Regions from separate parts of the Mus musculus genome. Here region 2 is linked to region 1. The links are chromatin contacts, called in public Hi-C maps. All regions are on one chromosome and are shown on one strand. The core of a region is the stretch at or near the end of the contact, and the rest is flanking DNA. Distances in the headings are between cores, read along the strand shown. Region 1 has its middle 71 kb from the start of Gm30397. Region 2 has its middle 74 kb from the start of Gm30397.

Region 1 (5,581 bases), core at 2,241-4,740:
AGCTGCCTTCCCAGTGACCTAAATTTGCTTGCACTATGGAGACCGACTGAGGACCTGCACCTGCTACGTTAGACAGCCACAGCTGCTCTGCATCCTGACTCTCCTAAATAATGACGCAGCTCAGATTTTACTATATTTAAAAGCAGTCTTTTTTTTTTTTGCATATAGAACTTCTCTACACTAACTCGACTTCTGACCTTATTATTTATGAGGGTCACATTATGCTCTTCAGACATAAAGCCAACACTGGAAACTCACACAAAAGTCCTAGGGATAGATCGAAATCGTGTCTGTTTTGGGGCAGATGACTTAACACAGTCATTCTTGGTAAGAGTGACTGTATTGAAACACTTCTACGTTCTGCAAGGCGTTCGGAAATGTAAAGGGATAGGTGACCCAGTCACTCTCTGAAGATCTCTGTAAATTCCCTAGCATTCTGCCTATTTAGCCATTCCCTTTATATCACAAGGGATTCATTCTTTCACTGCCAAGCAAAATACTGCAGGAGTATGTCATAGTAGCAGGTTGTATATTCTGTTGGTGAGCATCGAGATTAATCCAAATTGCTTAAGAAACAATTTAGCAGTGTCTAATAAGCTTGATAATCATCTACACTGGAGGACTCAAAACTCTCTAATATTGTTCCATGAGAAAGCTTCCCACATGTACAGGTATAAAATGTTCATAGTAACATTGATTTTAAAACAAATAGAATAAAATAAATACTATAGAAAGAACATGACTGTTAAGGGCTGGGTAATGTGTGCCTTTAAAGTCACCTCTGCCTGGCTCTGAAGGTATATAAATGAACTTAACTGCTCTGCATCTTCATCAGCCTTTGAGAGGCCTTTGAGGAAACAGTCCATGTCTGTCCTCAACTGTATGTACAGATCCTAGATTAATGCCTCCCACACAGTTGGTTATTTGATAAGTAAAAGCTTGATGATCAAACAAAGGCTCAGATGGATACAGCGCACTTCACAACCCTGGACTTTCTACCTGATCAGTCCGAGTACCTGGACCAAAAGTACCTGAAAATTGTTTTAACCATGTACTTCTGGGCCTTACCATAAACCCAGAGTTAGAATTGCTGAAGGCAGCTCCAGGGAATCTGCATCTTAGCCCACGTTCCTGTGGTCCTTCAATGGGAACAGAAACCACAGGCTTAGAAATGCACATGGAGCGTCTTATAAAGCAGCCTGAGAGAAGATAGAAAGCCAAAGGAGGAAAGATGACAACTCAAGCTGCCTCTGCGATGATTAAAAACATACAGACTAGGAAGAGTCAGCATTTTAACTGCTGATAACTTTCCATGCTACATGTCAGGTCTAACAGTGCACTGCAATTCCAAGAAAACAAACAAAAAGAGTTTCACAAGGAACTCGATTACACTTCTGCACCCTGTTTACAGGTTTAAACATTAAGGCACAGAGATGTTCAACAGCTATTCAAAGATGTAGTTACTAAGTGTGACCCCCTGGATCCTCCTAAGAAGTTACAAGTGTAGCCCCATATGGGTGTTGTAACAGGCGAAGTAAGACTATATTACAGTTATATATGTCCTAAGGAGCCACAAAGTATCACTAATACATGTAAGCCAAGAACCAGTTGGAGATGTTTCCCTTCCTGCAGGGACTCTCCCTAGAGCTGTAATAATTGAGCAGGCTATATTCTCATTTTCTGCAGGCTATACCTAGAGGGGTCTAAAAAGAAGATAGGAATACAGAATTTACATAAAAATAGACACTGCCTGTTCATCCTAGCATTCCCCGGCTCTCCCCCAAATACTTCAAATGGAGTTTCTGATTGTCTTGATTTAGCAAGGAGGGCTTTAAGCCTTCCGATCCTAGAACGCACTGGATGTCTATTAGGCCAGCAGGTGCATCAGTGCGGTATTTAAATCTCGTTCAGAACCACGTGCTAAGACCCAGAATAAGCCTTGCTTCTACCACCTACCCAGTCTGCCTGGGACGGTTGCAAAAGGGAAGAGGGCATCAACCTACAGATCCTTCTCTTCTGCAGACAGTTGAGGCTGCAGGAGCTGCCACCAGCCCCATCCCATCATCTCTCACTGGCTCCACTGCTAACTCGAGTCAGAGATGGACAGGCAGAGAGGTGAATCCAAGCCCCATCTGGAGTTTACCACCATTCCCATCAATAGACACAGTGGGCTCTTATCAGTTAGTATAGAGAAGAAAGACTTCAGAAATGTAGTCAGGCGTCCTTTGTGCACAAAGGAACTTAAAATAATTTCTAAGCTGGGCACTTCCCATTCTAAAATACACAAGACGTGAGAAATTCCAGGGATTAAATAGGAGACAGGAAAAGGCGCGCGTGGATGCCAAGCTCTTCCAAATGCTCCGGTCCTCAACTTGATTAACACTAATTCCTGCAGCTGCTCATTTTCTTCTCCCCGGCCTCTCCTCACCTTGATCTCACTGGGTTCTCTCAGTCAGACATTTGGAAGGCTAATGAAGTGCCCGGTCTGATTTATACACACAGTGAGTGCCTGCTTCCTTTGCTACCACAGATGCAGCCAGCAGAGCACGTATTCCCTTTTCTGAGTCTTTAGTGTACAAACATGTTTTTATCTTCTGTAAGTGTTCCCAAAATAAGGGCCTCTAGAGACCGCCCGGGAGTCTGATGTCTCATTCCAGTCCCCGAAGTACTTTGAAATAGTCTTATCGCAGAAAGCAAATCACGGGGCTCTCAGTTTTCCCATGCTTGTGATGTCTTTTTGGTGACTTCACATTCTGTGAGCTATATTTAGTGGTTAAACGCCTGGCTGCTGAAGAGTGACTCTGTCTGTTTGTAGACTGTGAATAAAAGAGTCTCAATATATCGACAAAATGTTCAGCTCTATTCTATTGATCTTCTCTGGCGAGAAATCACCTATTTCATCAAAGTGAAGGAAGATTCTCAGCATCTTCCAACACAGGTGTAACAGCACTTGTGTAAAGGCTGACTTAATGCAAAGAGACATTTATAAATATCCATTCATTTATTGAACATGTTAAGAACATTTCTAAACTGGAAGTGATGATGCCCAATATTCAATGTATATTACTTAAGTATTAAAATGAAAACTGTTCCCAAGGACAAGATAAGTGGCAATCCAATTTAGATACTTTTAAGGGTGAAGGGTAGACTAGAAGGTAAGATGATGTTTGGTATAAAATCAGTATATCAGCAGAACTGCATTTTAGGTCTTGATACCCTTAGTATCCTCCACAATACTTCTACTCTCCAATATAAGAGTAACTTGCTAAAACAAAAATACATATATAATTTTCTTCATGCAGGAAATATTGTGGTTTGCTATGATAGAAAGAATACCAACTTCATTTTGGAAAACATCCAGACATGTTTAGGAAACAACAGGCAGGTATTTGTTGACAAACTGTAAATAAGCAACAGTAATAGCTGAGGTTTCGTTCCCCATAGTGAGGAACCGAAGCACTGTCTGGACTGTTAATCCCTAAGCAAGGCCTTCACAGCCAGATCATGCATCCTGGTCTTCCCTTATCTCGGCTGGAAACTGCTCGGATCCCTTCCCTTGCTGGCTCCCATCAATAGCAAAATACATTTTTCCCCCCAAAGAAAGCTTCTTCAGTGGCTTGAGGTTGAACGGGAAACATCACTCCTTCCATTTAACTTCAATTTTGTCTCTGAACAACAACAACAAAAAAAAGCCCAGAATCAAACTGAATGTGTTTTTCAGTGAAAGTAGCTCTTTATTGGTGATTATGCATCATGAACTTTGATGAATGAGGGCCAGCAGGCTGTGCTCTTGGAACACAGCCAAGTGGAGAGACGAGGCAGCTGCTGCGGGGAGACTGTGGAAATCTGGCCCTGCTGAGGTCTGAAACTCAGGCACCAGGGCGAGGGGCAGCTTGGGGTTCATTCAGGTCTGGCTTAGGCAGCATGAGGGTCAATGGAACTTTTATCAGATCACGTGAGAGGTACCATATCTACACGGACAGCAAGAATCTTAATGTCTACAGAGGGAGGGAGGGAGGAAGGGAGGGAGGGAAGGAGGAAGGAAGAGGGCAATAACAAAATATACTAAGGACAAACTCCAAGGAAGAGAACTGTCACCAAAAAAAAAAAAAGGAGGATTTTCGTCAGGGGGCATGTCAGACCCAAGGCTCACACATAACATACACCATTGAACCCTTAGCCCAGCGTCAATGACTCCACCAGCGCCTCACTAGGTGTGGCCTATCTACTAGTTTGGTCTGCAGGTGTTGGCACCAGTGACTTCAGCTGGGAAGGCAGAGAAACATTACATGCAATTACTTATTTGCATTCATGACTCTGTGCATTCTATAAATGACCTTACTTAGCCATTCAATTACTTTGGTTAGACAGTAATTGTATTCTCTCATTAGCCAAGTGGGAGGTTTCATAAGGCTGAAAAAATGCAGTTCTTAAATGTACTTAGGTCATTAAAATTCACAGTAAAGAAGGTGTACAGGTTTTGTTTTTATTATGTTTTGTTTTAAAGAAATCTCCAGGCCTGAAAAGCTGTGTACTGCTTCAAACGCCCTTAACAGCCTTTTGTCAATGCCACACCAGAGGGCCTGGTCTCATCGCACAGGTGGCCTTTGCCCACTGCCTCTCAAATGCGGTCTTTGCCCAGCCTGTCAATCTGGTCCTTACGTCTCAGCATGGACTGGCTTCTACTGTTGCCCCTGAAACATGTAAATCCAAAGCTTACACTCATTGACTATATGGCATTATTTGACCCTTTTCTAATATACTATTATGTATTTATAAATATAAATGCTCTATATTAGATAGATAGATAGATAGATAGATAACGTATGTACGCATGCTATTTTATATGCTCTGACCAGTGTTCTGCTGGTGTTTCCTCTACCTCTTAACCATTCATTTCCTCTATTCCTGTTTAATTTTCTGCTTCTATCTTACTTATTGTTGCACTTCCTAGTTCTATTTTGAATCTTTGTGCTACTTCCTTTGTGACACTTACTCCCAGGACGCAATCTTCCATACCCCGCTGTTTTAACCACCATCCTTCTGGGAAAACCCTGAACTTCCCATGATGCCTGTGATAGTTTGTATATGCTCAGCCCAGGGAGTGGCGAGATTAGGTGTGGCCATGTTGGAGTAGGTGTGTCACTGTGGGTGTGGGTTACAAGACCCTCACCTTAGCTGCCTGGAAGCTAGTCTTCCACTAGCAGCCTTCAGATGAAGATGTAGATCTTTCAGCTCCTCCTGTGCCATGCCTGCCTGGATACTGCCATGCTCCCGCCTTGAGGAAAATGGACTGTACCTCAGCCAGCCCCAATTAAACGCTGTTCTTTATAAGAGTGGTCATGGTGTCTTTGCCTTGGTCATGGTGTCTGTTCACAGCAGTAAAACCCTAACTAAGACAGAGCCTAAAGCCCAACAACCACAACTTGCATATTTCACACTTCATCTTAGCCAAAAGGCCGAGAAGCGATAACTTGCATATTCCTCGGTGTCTCAGACTCCAAGTTCTTTGTGTCTTCACCTTTAAAACCAACTTCTTACTATTGGTCTTATCACCACCACCAATTTGGTATTCATCTAA
Region 2 (4,878 bases), core at 231-2,730, 140 kb after region 1:
TCCCTCTGCATGCACTCAAATAGGTGCCTTTTCCCATTGTCCCTCTGCATGCACTCAAATAGGTACCTTTTCCCATTGTCCCTCTGCATGCACTCAAATAGGTACCTTTTCCCATTGTCCCTCTGCTTGCACTCAAATAGGTACCTTTTCCCATACCATTCAACACAGAGTTGTTGTTATTATTTTTTTATAAAACTAAAAAAAGTAATCCATCCACTTATGCACAAAATTCCCCAAGCTGATTATAGAAAGCATATCACAACACAGCCTGCGTACTGACAACCTGAGAATATTCTGGGGCAAGTTTAGCATTCTGTGAACGGCATGAGAGATCATTCTGCCAGAGCTTGTCATCCTGAAGATCATGGTCTTGCCTTTGTGCTTTATTTATTTATTTATTTTTAAATCTCTCATAATTGGCCTTTTCCCAACAATTAATTCAAGTAGCAAAGCATTCCTTTGTGTGGATGCTTTTTTAAAACACTCAAAACTTGTAAGGGAGACCTGAATACACAGCCTCACCTGGACAGTAATATCTAGACCCCCAGCAGCAAGACACGGGGGACATTTTCTCCATAGTGTTCTCTCTGCCATCTTGTCTGGCAGCTCCTCAGCTCTAATCCTCAGCTAATAGCCTCCAACAGAAACCCAGTCATTCGTAACATCATGAAAGGAGTCTGCTGCCCCAGTTGTAGTTGGCTTGCGCCGGATCTGTAAAAACTTGTTGATATTACATCAGAAATCCCTTCTGTGGGACTTATAAGGATTTTCAGGGTCAAAACTTCGCCTACTCACCCTTGTATGACAGCATGGTTATGAAGGAAGTGCTTGACCACTGTAACAGTGATTGCATTGTATGCCCAGAGAGCATGCGCGCGTAAACACACACACACACACACACACACACACACACACACACACACACACACACACACACACGACGAAAGAGATGCTTGCACATGGGCAAGCAAGCACACACCTATAAACCCCAGACTTGGGAAGAAGGAATAAGCATACCTGGAAATCAAGGCCAGGCTGGGTGATATAACAAGACCCTGTCTCAAAACAGCAGCCGTAGAAACAACAGATATTTAGTCAAAAGCATCAGGATGACAACTCCCCCCCACCCCCACCCCGAGGAATTATCGCCATGTATATATTTTTTCCAGAAAGCTTCTGAGGAACTTCAAAGAGCTATCTGTAGCTTTAATTCAAAATATTAACACAACGCTTCCACTAAAGAATACATAATATATTTATGAGCCATTTTTCTTTGTAAGAGTGAACAGAATGGCTTACGTATGTATTGTGAAGTCTGTATTTTATTAGCAGGGTCCTTGTCAGGAATTTCTTAGCGTTAAAACCCCACTGCCCTGTCTCTTTCTTGTTCCAAAGCTGAAGCAGATCATTTGTGAGCTTGTGGAATTAGGGATCATCACATCTAAGACCGTACAAGCGAGCAGAGGGAGGCAGACATTTTCCCAGATCAAGTAGAGCTGCAATGAGCTCAGACACTCGAAAGCAGAAAAAGGACGTGTACACAGTTGTAACTTCCTCGCTAAATAAAAACTTCTTGGAAAGCCAAATCCAGTCCCATGCTTCAGTTTGAACACTCATGCTTGTGAGGATGTTAAAAATGCTCACTTGTTCGTCACTCAGTCATTTGGATTTCTTTTTCCCCTTACATTCCAAAAAACACTGTAGTTTAGGATCTAGATGCCAAACCACTATACTTCACTGTTGCTGCCACAGGGTCCTGGCAGTGCCAACAGTCGCTCCTTCATCTGTCACTCCTCAGAAGGATCATTAGCACATTTCATAAACAGCAGTCATTGGCTTGTTTTCTAATTCCTTTTTTTCCCCCTCCTGGATGAAAAGTGATCATTTATCTGCGTCGTCAATCTTTAAGTTTTCAAATGCTGAGCTTAGGAAGTCAAGCCTCATTGGGGAAAAAAAGGCATACAGCACGGGAGCTTGCCTTCTGCCTCGGAAGGCGGGCTTCCCCTCGAGCCAAAGCAAAATGGCTGTGGACCCTAGAGCAGGCTGTAACATTTGACTTTTCATAGGCTTCCAGGAGACAGAAGGGTTAGATGGTTTCCTGAACGTTTGCCAATTATATCTGCAACATTAGAGGAACAGTTTGACAACATTCCTAGAAATGTCCTCTGGAAACAAGTCTAAATTTAGAAGAAATATTTTTGCTAACCCATAAACAACAGCTTTACGCTAACGAGTTGCATATAAATCGCTCAGTTTGGGATAATCACGACTGATTATGAAAGAAAATGCACCCTTCGCATGCCTTCCCATTAAATTTGCAATGTGCACCACTGTGATTTTTTTTTTTAATCCAGTAAAAAATCACTTAGATTCAGCTTCTGCCTGAGTATACCAAAATGTTAGAATGCCTGGTTTGGCATATTGTCTTTTTGTAACAGTCATTTGAGTTTAGAAGTTATATTAAATAATGTGATATTTTTTAAAAAGATCTTGAGACCACGGAGTCGTCTCTGCAAACACTATTTGATGCAACTGAATGATCTGCGATATAGCAAAAATTAATTGCAAACAAGTGTGAGAGACAGTGAACACATCTTAGATCTCAGTTCACAGGCAGCTTAACCAGCTGTTGCTGGGTGCAAAGTTTCAATGAATGTAAAGTTCTTGCTATTGTTGTTGTTGTTGTTGTAAGCAAACAGAATACAAAATCCTTGTTTAATGTCACAGTTAATGATTAATTTTTAAGTGACAAATCTTTCCCGCTCCCTTCTCTCTGTTCCCCTCTCCACTCTGGTAACCCTTTAACTTTGAAGTGGTCGATCTAATAAAACCAAGGGAGAAAAAAAAAGCACAAAGCCTCCTTCAGGGCCCAAACTTCCTTCTGGAAGCTTTCTTTTGTTCCAGAGAGGACAATCCATCCTTACCCCTCATTAGTTCTAATAAACTCAGACAGGTGGCTGCCCCTCTCAAAAGACTTGCTTTAAGACAATAACAAAACTATGTCTACACACATCAGATGAAGTGCAGAATTTAGCTACCTTCTCTTGAACTCAGTTAGTGTGGCCTGCCAGCTTCGATTACTTAGAGAAGAGGAAACAAAACAAAAAACAAAACAAAACAAAACAAAACAAAACAAAACAAAACAAAACAAAACAAAACAGGAAACCTTCTTTAATAGGCAAGAGCATTTGCCTTGAATTGCCCAGGTCAGCAAGCTGACTCTCAGGTTGTCTAACCCACTGTCCTTATAAGTGAAGTTTTATTGGAACATAGCCATGCTGGTTCATTTGCATATTTTCTAAGGATGCCACCTGCTACAATGCTAGCGTTGGATAGCTTCAACATAGGACAAATGGCCTACAAAGCCTAAAATATTCACTGTATGGACTTTTACAGAAAGTTTGCCAGCTCCTGGGAGATGTATACCTCACTCTTCTTATTTTCACTCTCATAGGAGTAGCCAACAAAGTGGGAAAAAAATCACACGGTGCAGTTGGCAGTGACGTCTTGTTGCTGACAATGATGTTAATGACTCCCAATTTTAAGGAAGCAAAGGCGAATCAGTTCACCCAGGACTTTAAAAAATATACCCATATGCAAATTGACATGGTTTTAGTTTTGCCCCGGCCTCAAAGGACATTTAAAAATTCTCCCCGCTGAAAATCACATCTTACTCAGTTAAAGAGATTTGTTGCTTTGATACATATGGTTTTTCTCTTTAATTGCTTCAGGGATTTGGATTGCGGGTGAAATCAAACGTTAAAATTCCGAGCCTTTTGCAAACTTGTCATTATGCACGCTATAGGCAAGTTAGTAATTTAGTTATGCCAATGATTGCGATCAGATACATCATTGCTGCATTATAATGCATAAACAGGTTTTATGTTCTTCTGCATAATATTAGAAACTCAGATTTATGGAGTCACAGGGCTGTTATCATCATCCAGTTTTTAAATAAGGTAGCAAGTGGTGATTTATGTCACATATAAAGAACTTTCCTTGTCAAGGCGCTTGCTGATCCATGGCATATAATTTGGATAAATGATAGGAGCCTTTGATGGGGTCATTAGGAATTATTTGCATTCATGGTTTCTTAAAAAGTTGTTTGTTGCTGTTGTTATTAATCTCAGGTGACATTCACCAGTCTTTCACAATACATGTTGGTTCTTTAGAATATAAACTGTAATAGTGTTTACATCAAAACTTTTTTTTAAGATTTATCTATTTCATTTATATGAGTACACTGTAACTGTCTTCAGACACACCAGAAGAGTACACTGGATCTCATTAACCATGGTTGTGAGCCACTATGTGGTTGCTGGGAATTGAACTCAGAAGCTCTGGAAGAGCAAGCAGCCAGTGGCCTTAACAAATGAGTCATCTCTCCAGCCCATATCAAAACTTTATTTATATATATATATATATATATATATATATATATATATATATATTTGGATAAAACAACACACAGGAAGTTTCAAGTCTCCTAGGAAAGGAAGGCAACTTCATTTAGAAGTCTTGCTCACTCGAAGATATGGGTACAGGGTAAAAATTCCTGAATAGAACAGCAATGGCTTGTGCAGTGAGATTGAGAATCGATAAATGGGACCTCATAAAGTTGAAAGCTTCTGCAAGGCAAAAGACACTGTGAACAAGACAAAAAGACCACCAACAGATTGGGAAAGGATCTTTACCTATCCTAAATCAGATAGGGGACTAATATCCAATATATAAAGAACTCAAGAAGGTGGGCTCCAGAAAATCAAATAACCCCATTAAAAAATGGGGCTCAGAGCTGAACAAAGAATTCTCACCTGAGGAATACCGAATGGCAGAGAAACACCTGAAAAAATGTTCAACATCCTTAATCATCAGGGA

Evidence for each region. Hi-C and Micro-C count contacts between places; a contact is called where the count stands out from the background.
Region 2: a Hi-C map of cerebellum shows a contact between it and region 1, with 1.7 times the contacts expected there. The contact joins two enhancer-like sites. A contact is called at or near these places in 2 of 484 Hi-C or Micro-C datasets (cerebellum and nephron progenitors) and 3 of 115 datasets of contacts at active chromatin or transcription factors (cardiomyocytes, intestinal villus epithelium and pancreatic cancer cells).

Annotation. Positions count from the first base shown.
Region 1 is chr8:44,692,456-44,698,036 of GRCm38.p6, forward strand. No RefSeq gene overlaps it. Among named protein-coding and RNA genes, the nearest start is that of Gm30397, 71 kb to the right of the region's middle. Within about 2 kb of position 3,491, at least 24 of the 459 cell types and tissues checked have an H3K27ac peak or open chromatin away from gene starts, as enhancers often do. A contact at or near this core is called in cerebellum, where this site is marked.
Region 2 is chr8:44,837,916-44,842,793 of GRCm38.p6, forward strand. No RefSeq gene overlaps it. Among named protein-coding and RNA genes, the nearest start is that of Gm30397, 74 kb to the left of the region's middle. Within about 2 kb of position 1,481, at least 15 of the 459 cell types and tissues checked have an H3K27ac peak or open chromatin away from gene starts, as enhancers often do. A contact at or near this core is called in cerebellum, where this site is marked.